Regions from separate parts of the Mus musculus genome. Here regions 2, 3 and 4 are each linked to region 1. A link is a contact called in public HiChIP or PLAC-seq data. All regions are on one chromosome and are shown on one strand. The core of a region is the stretch at or near the end of the contact, and the rest is flanking DNA. Distances in the headings are between cores, read along the strand shown. Region 1 holds the start of Sppl3 (signal peptide peptidase 3). Region 2 holds the start of Sirt4 (sirtuin 4). Region 3 holds the start of Fam222a (family with sequence similarity 222, member A). Region 4 holds the start of Cox6a1 (cytochrome c oxidase subunit 6A1).

What was found. HiChIP or PLAC-seq counts read pairs in DNA pulled down with a chosen protein or histone mark.
Region 2: an H3K4me3 HiChIP or PLAC-seq map of neural tube shows a contact between it and region 1, with 4 times the contacts expected there. The contact joins the promoter of Sirt4 here to the promoter of Sppl3 in region 1. A contact is called at or near these places in 7 of 115 datasets of contacts at active chromatin or transcription factors (embryonic limb bud, embryonic stem cells, large pre-B cells and 3 more) and 1 of 9 other capture datasets (macrophages).
Region 3: a contact with region 1 is called in an HNF4G HiChIP or PLAC-seq map of pancreatic cancer cells. The contact joins the promoter of Fam222a here to the promoter of Sppl3 in region 1. A contact is called at or near these places in 2 of 115 datasets of contacts at active chromatin or transcription factors (memory CD8 T cells and pancreatic cancer cells).
Region 4: a contact with region 1 is called in an H3K4me3 HiChIP or PLAC-seq map of embryonic stem cells, with 2.9 times the contacts expected there. The contact joins the promoter of Cox6a1 here to the promoter of Sppl3 in region 1. A contact is called at or near these places in 1 of 484 Hi-C or Micro-C datasets (CD4 T cells), 9 of 115 datasets of contacts at active chromatin or transcription factors (effector CD8 T cells, embryonic basal ganglia, embryonic stem cells and 4 more) and 3 of 9 other capture datasets (adipose tissue, embryonic stem cells and liver).

The regions. Positions count from the first base shown.
Region 1 is chr5:115,009,861-115,013,211 of GRCm38.p6, forward strand. Sppl3 (signal peptide peptidase 3) reads left to right here and starts at 1,664. Exons shown (of 11, transcript NM_029012.2): 1 at 1,664-1,755. The coding sequence starts at 1,733.
Region 2 is chr5:115,482,951-115,486,301 of GRCm38.p6, forward strand. Sirt4 (sirtuin 4) reads right to left here and starts at 1,534. Exons shown (of 5, transcript NM_133760.1): 1 at 1,382-1,534; 2 at 1-168. The coding sequence starts at 161. It overlaps Gm42007 (a long non-coding RNA gene), which reads left to right and starts at 1,500. Exons shown (of 2, transcript XR_878704.2): 1 at 1,500-1,613; 2 at 3,093-3,351.
Region 3 is chr5:114,566,603-114,569,953 of GRCm38.p6, forward strand. It overlaps Fam222a (family with sequence similarity 222, member A), which reads left to right and starts at 1,649. Exons shown (of 3, transcript NM_001004180.1): 1 at 1,649-1,822.
Region 4 is chr5:115,347,424-115,350,774 of GRCm38.p6, forward strand. Cox6a1 (cytochrome c oxidase subunit 6A1) reads right to left here and starts at 1,535. Exons shown (of 3, transcript NM_007748.5): 1 at 1,416-1,535; 2 at 1,142-1,284. The coding sequence starts at 1,524.

The DNA of each region.
Region 1 (3,351 bases), core at 414-2,913:
TTCTCCAATGCCTTTGGGGAGGGGGTTCAGTTCATTGTACCATCCTGTCTTTACCTCAGGCCTACGTTCCTGAGGTTGGTCTCTGGTCCACCACAGCTTTCTTTCTTCTTCTTCTTTCTTTCTTCTTTCAAGATTTCATTAGCTCAGGCTGGCTTTAAACTTTGTGCCAAAGTCTGTAAGTCAAATTCTCTGCATATCTGAGGATGACCTTGATCTATTGCTCAGTATACACCCCTCCCCCCAAGGCCCACCTACTACAGTTCTGGGAGTACAGTGTCTCGTGGTCTAGTTTTGTTGCTTTAAAAATCCTCCACGTGTCCCTTCAGCCTGATAACCAGTGAACTTTTTGCTGTTTCCATAGTCATTTTTCCAGAATGTCATGTGGTCAGAAACATACACTGTGTAGCTTAAATATGTTTCCTCATCTCTTGCTATATGCTTCTTCACGTTTCTCCCTGTCTTTCATTAACTCATTATAGAGTCTCTCTATGTATTCTTGGCTGGCCTGGAACTCACTATGTAGACCAGGCTGGCCGCAAACTCTTAGAGATCTGCCTGCCTTTGCTGGGATTAAAGGCACGCACCACTAGGCCTGGGTTTTTAAATTTTTTTTCCTAACACATGGTCACACACAACGCTCTAACAACTGAGTTATGCCCATTCACCCTATCAAAGTAGCCTGCACCCTTCCTTTAGTCTCTATTAATTGCTCTCCATTATTAATAGCCCCATGACTCTGAAATAATCTTCGTGCTTTAGCCAGCTCGAACCACCTATGTCTCTTCCCTGAGAATATGCATGTAAGGACAAGGGCCTAGGTGAAGGCGCTGACGCCTAGCTGGCACCCAACAAGGACCCCGCTGATCGCTTCTATGAAGACGAGCATGGTAGCATTTGACTTGGCACCAGGCGCCGCGAAGGGACGTTTGCAGAAACCAAGGAGGGGGACCGCGCAGCGCGGGAACCCGAATGCAGCGCTCTGTCCGCATTTTGACAGTTGACTGGCAGCTGAGGACCCAGGGACAGCCGACGGTGGATGATGGAAGGTTGACAGCTGAGTGGCAGTCAACCGCCGCGCACCGGGGAGGACCACTGCGCGCCCAAGGGGCCTAGCGCGCGGCGGCCGCTGCAGCTAACCGTAGCCCCGAGCCGACCTGGGCTGAGCGCTCCGCGCATGGGCAGCGCGCGCGAGGGGGCGGGGCGCCGGGGTCACGTGAGCGTGTTTTGGGCACGTGACCAGCGGCCCGGGCTCGCCCCCGCCCGCTCGCTCGCTCCCTCCTCCCTCGGCGGGCGGGTGTGCTTCGAGCGGCCTCGCCTCACCGCCTAGCGCCCCCCTCAGCCGTTGCTGCCGCCGCTGCCGCCGCCGCCGCCGGCCATGTCCCCCGGCCGCCGCCGCCGCCGCCCGAGCGCGGCGCTCCCGCGGCCCGGCGCGCACTGAGCGCGGGCCCGAGCCACCGTTTCGGGGCCCTTGTTCTCCGCGCCGCCGCCGCCGCCGCCATGTTGGGTTTGGAGCCGCAGCGGAGCCGCCGCCGCCGCCGCGGCTGACGAGGCCGAGCGCGGAGCCCGGGGCCCGCGCCCGCTCCGGGGCCCAGGGAGCGGGGCCCGTCGGAGTCTGTCGGAGCCCGACTGCCTGTCCTCCGTGCGAGCGAGTGAAGGAGCGAGCCGCCGGGGCCCCCGGCCGCGCCCTCTGCCGCCGGCCGAGCGAGCCGCGGAGCCCCCGAGAGGCAGCACCATGGCGGAACAGACCTATTCGTGGTGAGTGCGGGCTTTTGGGGACGAGGAGGCCGGGCCGGGCCGGGCCGCAGGTGCTCGCGGGGCTCGGGGTGCGGGCCGCTGGGCGTCCTCCGAGCCCGGGGGAGGGGCGGTCATTCGAGCCGCGCAGCGGAACCGACTGGCGCGGGTGCTGGCGGGCCAGGGGGGAAGCTGGAGAAGGGTGGGCAGAGAACGGGCCCGGGCGAAGGTGTACCCCACTCTCGGCGAGAACAGGTGGTAAGAGGCACAACTTGCAAGTAGTGAGGGCGGGAGCGACCGCTTCCGCGGTGGGCAGAGGCCCTGCGGCCCCGTGATCGAGCCCTGGCACAGCGGAGAGGGGGAGTCTTGTTCCAGGATGGCCACATTCTGTAAAGGAAGTCGTCGGTAGCAGCGGGGTCATGGGTAGTCTTTGTAAAGGGGTTGGTACTCTGCTCTGGGGATTCGAAGAGTGCTGGCCGGTGTTCTGGGGGTGGAGGGCTCGATCACGGGAATGTGTGTGTGTGTCCGTCCAGGTTGAGTCCCCCTGCCTGTGGGACTTTTTTTAGCAGCGTGTTTAGGGCTGAGGCACACACACTTGTGATTTACAGGGGGGAGGTGACAGATGCGTCCAAGTTTGGGGGGAAAGAGGTGAGAAGGGCAGAGGCGTGGAGTGTTTGCCGCGGAAGGAGGTTGGTTGTACCGGGGGCGAGTGGGAATGGTGTAGTTGAGCTGTGGCTTGAGGGTGAGAAAACAGGAGATGGGTGGGTTGGTGGTAGGTACCGGGCGGGCGGGGAACCTGGTCGCTGCAGCCTAAGAGATCGGAGATGGTTTCAAGCACTTGTGGCTTGGTACCAGAACTGTCGACTTTTCCGAAGAGTGGGGTTGAAGGTCCGCTTCGTTTTGTAATTGGAAAAGTGAGTTAGTTCTTCATTCCTGGACCCTAAACCTTTAAGTACCAGAATTGCCTTTTCCCTAACCTGTACAGATTGTGTGGCTACCTTCGGAAAAGTGAGTTAGTTCTTCATTCCTTGACCCTAAACCTTTAAGTACCAGAATTGCCTTTTCCCTAACCTGTACAGATTGTGTGGCTACCTTCCCAAAGCACGGGGCAAACTGTCAAGTGTTGGGAGCGTAAGTGAGCTGTAACTACCATAGGGAGACAGTAAAAGAGCCGGGTTATACACGAAAACAAGGGATGGTTATGCTAAGTCGGGAGCTCACTGTGTCCTGATGGAGGGTTAGTGATCGAACATGCTTTAGTAATGCAAACGGCAGCGATGTATGCACAATCTGAAAAAGAAGGTAACTGGGAAGTTGAGAGGAAATAACTAAAAGAAAAGTTGGGTTTTGGTGGCTCCAGTTGTGGTTTAAAAGGACAGACTAATAGTTGTGAGCAGCAGTGAGGGAGGGGCATCTCAATGGCAGGTGGGATTCAGTTTCTTACCTGCAGATGGACTAGGTAATGTTGGTGCTGCCATGGGCACTGGCAACACCTAGAGCTTGCTTGTCCTGCCCCACGAGGACTCCTCTGTGAATCCTCATGGCTGCCTTGTTGGTTTGGTTTGGTTTTGAACTGTACTGTAAAAAGAATATGGATTGGTTGAAAAAAAAATACCAGTG
Region 2 (3,351 bases), core at 284-2,783, 470 kb after region 1:
AGTTTCTTGGAAAGGCTAATGAAGCGCTGTAACTCTTTGATCTTTTCAGGGTCCAAAGGAGGGCTGGGCGGCACAAATAACCCCGAGGGTCCACAAGAACGCGGCCGGCTGAGGTGGGTGATCCAACGGCCCTTTGTCGGCCTGAAAGTCAATCCGCTCATTCTTATTCTGGAGAGAAAGAAATCCATGAGAGCAGCTGGGTTTTACAAGTCAAGTTAACCCACCAATTGATAGACACCGGAACTCTATTCGACTATGAAAATTTTGCCACGGTGGCCCCGGCCTGGGATTGTAGCACTGGGGAAACAGAAGGGAGGACGGTTCGTCCGGAAGCCCTTCAATTCTCAGCACCTACAATGGTGACTTACAACTATCTTTAACTCCAGTTTCAGGCCCTCGTCTGCGCTCTGCAAGCGCCGAGGAATAAAAGGGATGCGCAAATACACGCGCAGGTAAAATACCCAAACACATAAAATAAAATTTAATTTTAAAAAATTAAATATTTTTTAAAACAAACTTTAAAAAAATTTTTTTTTACTTATTTTATGTATATGAATGGTCAACCTGCGCGTACACCTACTTCCCAGAAGAGGGAAGAACTCATCAGAGATGGTTGTGAGACACCTTGTGGTCGTTGAGAGTTGACCTCAGGACCTTTGGAAGAGCAGGGGGTGCTCTTAACCACTGAGCCATCTCTCCAGCCCTAAAAAACAGACTTTTAATAGCCCATTATTTTTCACCTGCTACTAATATAAACATGTTTTAGTAATATTTATATTTTTGTTAATATTATCTCTCATGGGACTATTTGTTCTATAACTCTACTTGGTTTAAATCAGATATTATTATTATTATTATTATCATTACTTGAGACAGAATTCCCTGTAGCCCAGGCCAAGGAATACAACTAAACCGAATTATATCATTTCTCCAAAAGATTTTTTAATTTTAGTATGTCAGTTTTGTTTTGTCTTTTTCTACACGGTTCTCGGTACCAAATCCAGGGCCTCTGGGATGGACGCTAAGTAATCACTCTGTCTGCTTACCCTGCATTGTAAATTCTGCTACTTGGACACATAAAAATCAAGGCATACAAACTTGCCTGTCTGGTTTTCTAGTTGTAAAGACAAGCCTTTGACACAGTCTTTGACATAATGCGGAGCTATCGAGTGATAGGCACACATATTTAGGCTTGGCTTCCTATCCAAGAAGAGCTCAGGACCCTGCTTTCTCCATGAGATTTCCCAGCTACGTGTGAACGGCTAAACAGTCGGGTTTTGCCGGGATAAATCCTCCTTGTCCCCTCGAGAACAAAAGAGACAGATGGAATCCCTAGTAAGAATGCTCAGCGGGAAACCTTCAGCCGGATCAGAACACTTACCTTCCACAATTCTCACCCAACAGTGGGACTCGCTTGTTACGTGTGCATCTTGGGAAATGTAGTCCGCGAAGCCGATCTAGTTGGAAGAAAACTACAAGTCCCAGAATCCTACGTGTCTCCCACGCCAAGATTCTTGGGCGCTCCTCTACGGATTGCCCGCTGTCTTTCCTGCTCAGCTCAGTTAAGGTTCCGGATATGCTGCTGACGCCTGGGGCAATGATTGCCTTTTGAGGTTCTTGTAGTGTTTGTTTGTTTGTGGCTTGTGTTGTTTGCTGAGAGAGGGTCTGACATATCCTTGTCTGACTCCAAATCCGTGATCCTCCTGGCTCCACCTCCCAAGTGCTCGGATTAGAGGCTTGTGCCACCAAAGAAGTGGTTAATATTTCCCATGTCCTGCGTGCGAAAGAGGATCCAAGCAGTCCTAATTTAGGAATTCGCTCTCTTAAAGAAACTCTTTCACTAGTAGCACAGGACAATAATCTGCCACTCAATAGGCTTAGGCGGAAGAATCACGAGTTCAAGGCCAGTCTGGGTGACTTAGTGAGACCTCGGACTCAAAATAATACTGTAAGAGCACTGGGGCTATAGCTCGGTGTCAGCGCGTTAGCCCAGCCCTGGGTAGCCCTGAATTCACACTAGCGGGCATTTCTCCATCCAAGACGCTTTTTAAAATAGACTGGTTTTTTTTTTTTTTTAATAATGTGTGTGTTTTACCTTCATGCATACAGGAGGAGCTCCTGACGGCCATAAAAGGGCGTCAGATCCCCTGGAACTTGAGTGACAACCTGTTGTGAACTGCCCTGTGGGTGCTCGGGATGGAATCTGAGTCCCCCTGCAAGAGTAGCAATGCTCTTGTTTGTTTGTTTTGGTGTTTTCGAGACAGGGTTTCTCTGTATAGCCCTGGCTTTCCTGGAACTCACTCTGTAGACCAGGCTGGTCTCAGAGATCCACCTGCCTCTGCCTCCCAAGTGCTGGGATTAAAGGCGTGCTCCACCACCACCTGGTGAGAAGCAATGCTCTTAACCAGTGAGCCACCTCTTCAGCTCTCCCAACCCCTCCCCAAAAGACCCTTTCTTTGTTTTTTGTTTTTGTTTTTCTGAGACAGGGTGTTAATGTATAGTCTGACACTTTTTTTTTTTTTTTTTTTTTTTGGTTTTCCGAGACAGGGTTTCTCTGTTTAGCCCTGGCTGTCCTGGAACTCACTCTGTAGTCCAGACTGGCCTCGAACTCAGAAATCCGCCTGCCTCTGCCTCCTGAGTGCTGGGATTAAAGGAGTGCGCCACCACGCCCAGAATTTTTTTTGACACTTTTAATAATAAATAATTGCCCCCTTTGTTTTGTGTTTGTTTTAAGATGGGTTCTCACTATGTAGCCTTGGCTGGCCTGGAACTCCTTATGTAGACCACGCTTGGCCTTGAATTCATGGAGATTCACCGGCCTCCGCCTCCCTAGAACTTTGATGAACTGAACGATGTGTGCCAACACGGTTCGCAGATTTGATTGGTTTTCCTCCTAAGTGCCCACGTCCACTTCCACTGCAAAGTAATTAAATTTCCTGCTATAAGTTAAAGATTGATAGGGGTCTGCCAGGTGGCTAGGCAGGTGAAGCTCTGCCACTTGACAACCCAACTTTGACCCCCTGGATCGAGGGAGGAGAGCGCCAACTCCACTTTTGGCCCACATGCACACACAGTGTTCTTATTCTAAACAGCAAAATAGATCGTGGATGCTGGGGAGATGGCCCTGAGGCTCAGAATTACAGCTGAAGCATGAAGACCTATGTCTGGATTCCAGTACCCACATAAACTCTCCTCCCAGCACAAAGGCGAGCAGAGAGCAATCGGACGGCTGGCACCTGCTTGCTCCCAGCCTGGTGGAAGAACTGGAACTCCGAGTTTATCGACACGCTGTCAGATTCTGCCTCAGAAGGAATAAAGTAGGGAGTGATGAGGGGGATCCCCAAGATTCCC
Region 3 (3,351 bases), core at 399-2,898, 440 kb before region 1:
ACTCCCGCGGTCAATGTATACATCTGTGGGATGGAGCTGACCAAGGATTCAGCATGTGGTTTGTGTTCCACAGATCTCAGCGCTGATGCCCAAAACTCCACCACCATCCCCAGTCGCTCCGTGGAAAAGGCAATCGGGAAGCTTCACGTCTTAGTTTTGTCCGTAAACTGAGAACAAGTGTCAAATATCAGTGTTCTCCTCTGTAAAATGTAGGCCATAAAGCCAATCTCACAGTTTTGAAAAATTTAAGTGTAGTATGCACTTTGCTCTGTGTGTGTGTGTGTTTAGGTTGTCCCAAGGTTTGATGTTGGGTCTTGCAAACCGCACCCTTTACCATTTGGTGTCACCCCAACCTATTTTTACTATCTTTAACACACTCCTCATAGGGCCTGTTCCAAGAGTAAACGGAATAATGCATAGTACCTACCCTCAAACAGGTACTCAGTGAATAGGATTACCTGCTTTCAACCCTTTAGGTCTTCGACAAAGGGACTACAACAACCAGCATGCCTTGCCCTTCCAATCGGGACTCCTTCGCCTGTTTTAGGCTCGCAGCAAGCCGGGAGTTGTAGTCCTCTAGGAGCAGGACCCGCCTCATCCCCGCTTGGGGAAAAAGGTTGGAGAGCCGCCCTGCCGGCCTTTGAATTTTGCCGCGAAAAGCGCGCGTGGCGGCCCCCAGCCCCGCCTCGCGGAGGACGCGGCGCCGCGTCACCGTGGTAACCGCCTCTCGGCTGCAGCTGATTGGGCCGTAACGCGGGGGGCGGACCGGGGGTGAGACGCAGCGGCAGGAGCGGGCGCCCGCGCCTGTCAGTCGTGCCGGAGCGGAGCAGCGGGCAGCATTGCCGGGCCGGCAGCTCTGCGAAGAGGCTGCGCGCGCCGGCCAGGCCGGGCGAAGAGCCGGGCCCGAGGCTAGGCGAGGGTGCTGGGCAGCGCGAGGTTGCGGCTCCGGGAGCCCCGCGAACCGTCCCGGGCCACGGGCACGGGAGAGACCTGTGCGCCGACCGCTGCTGCGGCGCTCGAGCACCATACCGGGTGCACGGCTCTCCATCCCCGAGTCTGCCCTGCGCCTGCTGGATCTGCTGGTCCTCAGCGCCAAGGCCCGCGAGGCTACATCCCAGTCTCTGCCGCTCGCTGCGGCTGCCACTGCCGCTGCTCGCCGGCTTCCCCTCCCCCCACACCCGGAGCTCGGAGCAGGAGGAGGAGGGGCCGGCTCATTCTCGGCGCTGCTCTCTGCAACCTGCGGGGGCCGGTGCACGCCGGGCGAGGAGCCCGGGCCGCTGCAGGTGCGTGCAACCCTCCGAGGAGACGGACTCTCCACCTCTGAGCAAAGCCGGGAGCTGCAAGCCGAGGGCGGGAGGGCAAGCGAGAGGAAGCAACAAAGACAGGCTGCAGCTGGGGCTGGCGAGAGGGGCCGCGGCCGCCGGCCTCCCAGCGCGGACGGAGAGGGCGCCCTGGGAGAGGCGCGGGCAGAGCTGCAGCGGTGAGCCGGGCCCCGAAGGGAGGCGCAGCGCCTCCCGCCGGACGTATGGAGCACAGTCTCCTGCGAGGATGCGCCGCCTGAGCGCGCGAGCGGCCGGGGTCCCAGGCGGACGCGACGGGTACTGAGAGGGGGGAAAAAAAAACCTTTTTCCGACTTCGGACGGCGCTTCCGGACGCAGGGATCGCCCTCACCGACGGCTCCCCTTTCCATACGAAGAAAGACATCGGCCCCCTAAGGGGGCCTTTCTCCAGCAATCTTTATCACCCCTGCATGGCCGCAACCCGCAGATCGGAGCGTCGTGGCCTCTGAGATTTGGTGCCCTTCGTCCGACTGCCTGATACGGTGAGTTGCGGGGTGCAGAATTTTGGGTTTGAGCTGGGGACAGCTCCTCGCAACCTGGCAACCTGGACTGGCCCTAAAAGGGCCCTAGGTTGTTGGGTGCCCAGAGACAGCAATGCTACTTGTCCACCCTTGTCCTGCCCACACAACTTATTTGGACTGGCTGGAGTGGAGATTGTGGACCCTCGTGGGTATTCTACTGACATCGGTATTTGTCAGAGGAAAGGCACCCCACCCATGAAGCTAACAAAGGTGGTGGCCCTGTCCTCTGGAGATTCTTAGGGAATCTTGTACTTTTGTAAAGATTGATTGGGGGCAGCCAGGGTTGGCCAGCATGGAGGGGGTCTACAAAACCACCTTTGGGATCTTAAAGAGACAGAGCTCAGAGACAGGGAGTCCCAAAACTTCATGTCTGAGGATGGTGTCTTTCCAGGCAAGACATTTGTGTGTCTATTGTTACAAATAACTCACAAAGACAGCATGTTCCAATGGGCTGCATGTGACATCACTGCCCGACCTTTGATGTCACCAGAATTGTGACAACACAGCTGGCTTTGAGTGGAGCCAGAATGGCCAAGGCCGAATGCCTTGGTGTAGTAGAAGGTGAAGGCCAACTCCCTGTCCTCCCCGGCCGCAATCTTATGACCTAAATCCCCACTCGAGGTGGGGGAGGGAGGCAGGCAGTGCCAGCTGTCCCTGCCCCTGAGGACAGGTGTTCAGAACTCTGCCTATGTCTCCTGCAGTGTCTGGAGTCTCCCAGACTCCCAAACAGAGCAACCTCTTACTTTTAAGCAGGATGCTTAAAAGGAGGTCCCCATGAACCCTACCATGTACCCAGCCAGCAACTGGAGTTCCCAGGGTCCCCAGAAAAATGTGGGCTTCAGCCTTCAAACAGGCTTCTCTTGAAAAGGTGAATGTCCTGCCTGAGCCAGAGAGAGAGGGGAGCCAGGACCTTCCTGGTGTGTGTGTGTGTGTCTGTCTGTCTGTCTGTCTGTCTGTCTGTGTAAGTTCAGGGAACTCCCCTGCTCTTCAAGGTAAGGGGCCATGGTCCAGCTGGGACTCCTGCCTTAGCTGTTCCCCTTCTGTCATTTAAGATGACTTTGACAAGCAGTGTAATAGATGCTCATTAAGCAAATACCAGGCCAGGGGGGATAGGTGGAGATGCTGAGAGCCCTCCTCTCCCCACCGAACTCTGGCAGCAGCCCTGTACAGTATGGAGCCCAGAGAGCTCCCAAGCCACAGCCTGCTTACTCTCATTTGCCCATCCCAGCAATCACTGCCAGGGCCAGATAGGGGGTAAAATAGCCACAGTCAAGTTTCTAGGGGAAAGATTGAAGACGCTGGCATTGTTGCTCCCATGGGGGGGGGGGGCGGGGACGACAGGTGAGACAGGGTTTCTCTACAGACCATTTTTACAGCCTCCTCCCAGGCTCTTCCATTAACAGGTCAATAAATACCGGGGTGGGGGGGGGAGGCCACTTTGGAGGTTTGGTGGGGTGATCCTGTTTCCAGCTGAAGGGTTTCTTTACACG
Region 4 (3,351 bases), core at 285-2,784, 340 kb after region 1:
TATCATCCCTGCCTGCAGCTGGGGCTAAAGAATGTTGTGAGCCACCCACTGGAAACTAGGCTCTTCTGTAAGAGCAGCAGCACTCTACACCACTGAGCCCTCTCTCCTGTCCCTTCCCCTCCATGTTTGAAAAGCATTGCTCTTGGTCAATAGCTCACAACCATTTTTGGCTTTCTGTGGTAACCCCATTTAGCCCAAGCTAATCTCCATTTCATAACGTGGCAGAGAATAACCAGCAACTACTACTGATAGAAACTTCCTGATAGCTACTACTGAGAAAACGCTTGTTTTCTGACCCCAAGTGCCAGGGGCGGGATATGGGAGCATTATCTAGAGGCCTTAGGAGGGGGGTGCTACTGCCACCTAGTGGGCAGAGCCCCAAGGCAAGGCTGCTGTCAAACACCTTTTCTTTTTCTGAGAAAGTCTCCCCCCTGGCTGTCCTGGAGCTCACTTTGTAGACCAGACTGGCCTTGAACAAGACATTGGCTCTCTTTGGCCTCTCAAGTGCTGAGGCTGTACGGGAACGGCATGGAGCCTTCTGGGTTGTAAAATTGAAGTCTAGAATAAGTTTCTGCAAGGCCAGTCTTAGGTGAATTAGGTGATACAGTGGAAGACGGGCTTGTTAAAATACATCATGAGACATTATAACTGTCTTTTTTTTTTTTTTTTTTTTTTTTTTGGTTTTTCGAGACAGGGTTTCTACACGAACAGCCAAGGCAAAGAACTGATAAAACGACAGGCACTGTGAGAACCAACGGGCAGTCTGTGCTTAAGCCTACGCCAATCGCCCGGATCCCGGATCACCTTCAGGATTTGCGGCTATAAAGGGACACCCCAAACCTCCAAACTTTCCCGCAGGAAGCTAATAAAGTGCACCATTGGACAAAAGGTGACAAGTTGGAGGAGCTGAAAGCCCGCAGGCATTTACTGGGTGGCCTTTTAAGAAAACCGAGCCACGACCTACAAACTGGCTTCCCTTCCGTCAAACGAAGAGTAAATAAAATATTCTATCTGCACGGACGGACAGGCAGCCAAGATCCTAAAACTCCCCCAAGGGCTGGGCCAGGGGAGTGGACAACCCCGCAATAACGGATGCCTGGAGGACGGACGGACAGACGGACAGTAAAGGCGCAGCGCCTACCTTGGTCCTGATGCGCAGGTGAGGGTAGGCAACGAACGGGGGTCTCTCGTGCTCTTCGTGCCGCGACTTGAGGAACACGTTGAGCATGCTCACTCCCACCCCGGGCAGCGCCACGAAGTAGGTGAGGGCCTTCCACATCCGAGCTGCGGCGGGGGCCACAACGTCAGCCTCGGCCGCTCCCTCCCGCCAAGGTCACCGCCCCGGGCTCCGGCCCCGCCACGCCGCCGCACGCCACCCGCCGAGACCCCACGCCCATCCGAGAGCCCCCGGGTACCTGAACCCTCCTCGCCGTGGGCGCCACTCGACATGGGCCGCCTCAACCCGGGGAGGGCCCGGCCCAGCGGCCGAGAGACCCGAGACGCTGACAGCACCGCCGACGCCATCATGGAACTACACCGGCGCGCCGGAAGCGGAAATGGGGACGGGCGAAGGGGGCGGGACAAAGACGCCGAACGACGTTCCTATTGGGCAACGCCTTCTCAGACCTGGCTAGGAACTCCAGCGCCTGCGCACTTTATCCGTCCCTGGGGCGGCTGGAGCGAGAGCGCGCATGCGCCCCGTTCCTGTGCCCCATCTCCCTGCTTGTCAGCGCCTAGGTGAGGATGTCCGCGGAACTGAACTTTTGCGAGCTTTTCTGGTTTTAATCGCTCCCTTCTTTGGAGTCCCTGGACAGGATCTGAAGTGCGGAGAACAAGTCACGTTAGCGGAGGCGCCATTCTCTTTCCTCGCTCGCTGCCTTCTAATTCCGCGATTTCCCAGGCCCTCGACAGCCCTGTCCTTGTCGTTATCATTGTCCCTATCGCTCTTAAAGACCGTTGTTATTCTCTTCCGTTGTGCCCTACATAGACTGTAAAGTCCGCAGTGCTTAGATTTTTGCCAGCGCTGCATCCCGAGAGTTACCCGAAATCTTTCATGGCAAGTAGCAGGTGCTTTATGCAATTTAATGAATGAATGTATGAAACCGTGTATTAATGAGTCAAGGAACAGACCCAGGAACCAGTAAGGACCCTGCAATTGCCAGCAAATCTGGACTTTGTTTAGCTCCATATCCTCAGCGTTTGTTCAATGTTCCTGCTCCCGCTTTGAATACTACACACATCTGTTAAATTTTGTCTGTAGAACTTTACAAATATCTCCTTTTTCCCTTTTTATTTATTTATTTGTTTATTTATTTATTTATTTATTTTGGTCTAAAAGCCTCGCATCTTTAATGCTAGTATCTGCGAGGAAGACGCAGATGGAACTGACCCCAGGCCAGCCTCCTCTACAGAGTTCTAGGCTATCCAGAGGCTGCATAGTGAGACCCTGTCTCCATAAAAACAAAAACAACAAAACACGCTGTACTGGTTAGTTTTGTGTCAACTTGACACAGCTGGAGTTATCACAGAGAAAGGACCTTCAGTTGAGGAAATGCCTCCATGAGATCCATCTGTAAGGCATCTCAATTAGTGATCAAGGGGGAAAGGCCCCTTGTGGGTGGGACCATCTCTGGGCTGGTAGTCTTGGGTTCTATAAGAGAGCAGGCTGAGCAAGCCAGAGGAGGCAAGCCAGTAAAGAACATCCCTCCATGGCCTCTGCATCAGCTCCTGCTTTCTGACCTGCTTGAGTTCCAGTCCTGACTTCCTTTGGTGATGAACAGCAGGGTGGAAGTGTAAGCTGAATAAACCCTTTCCTCCCCAACTTGCTTCTTGGTCATCATGTTTGTGCAGGAATAGAAACCCTGACTAAGACACACGCCAAGTGAGGTGGCTCATAAGAGTGAGATGGGGTAGGAAGATTGCTGTGAGTTAGAGACTAGCCTGGGCTGTAGAATGAGACCCTGTCTCCGCTCACACACCCCTAAGTTTAAAATGTTTGTGTATATGGTACTGTTTTGAGAGACGGAGGTAGGGAATCTCTAGTTAGAGGCCAGCCTGGACCACGTCTATAGTCTGAGATTAGCCTTGCCTATATTGTAAGAGCCTATCTCAAAATAACAAAAGGAGGAAGAGGCAGCAGCAGACTCATGCATTTTAAAACATCCTTAACTGCTTGATGGATTCAAGACCAGACTGAACTATGTGAGCAATTAAAAAAAAAAAGCCGGGTGTGGTGGCGCACACCTTTAGTCCCAGCACTTGGAAGGCAGAGGCAGGCAAATTTCTGATTTCGAGGCCAGCCTGGTCTACAGAGTGAGTTCCAGGAGAGCCAGGGCTATACAAAGAAACCCT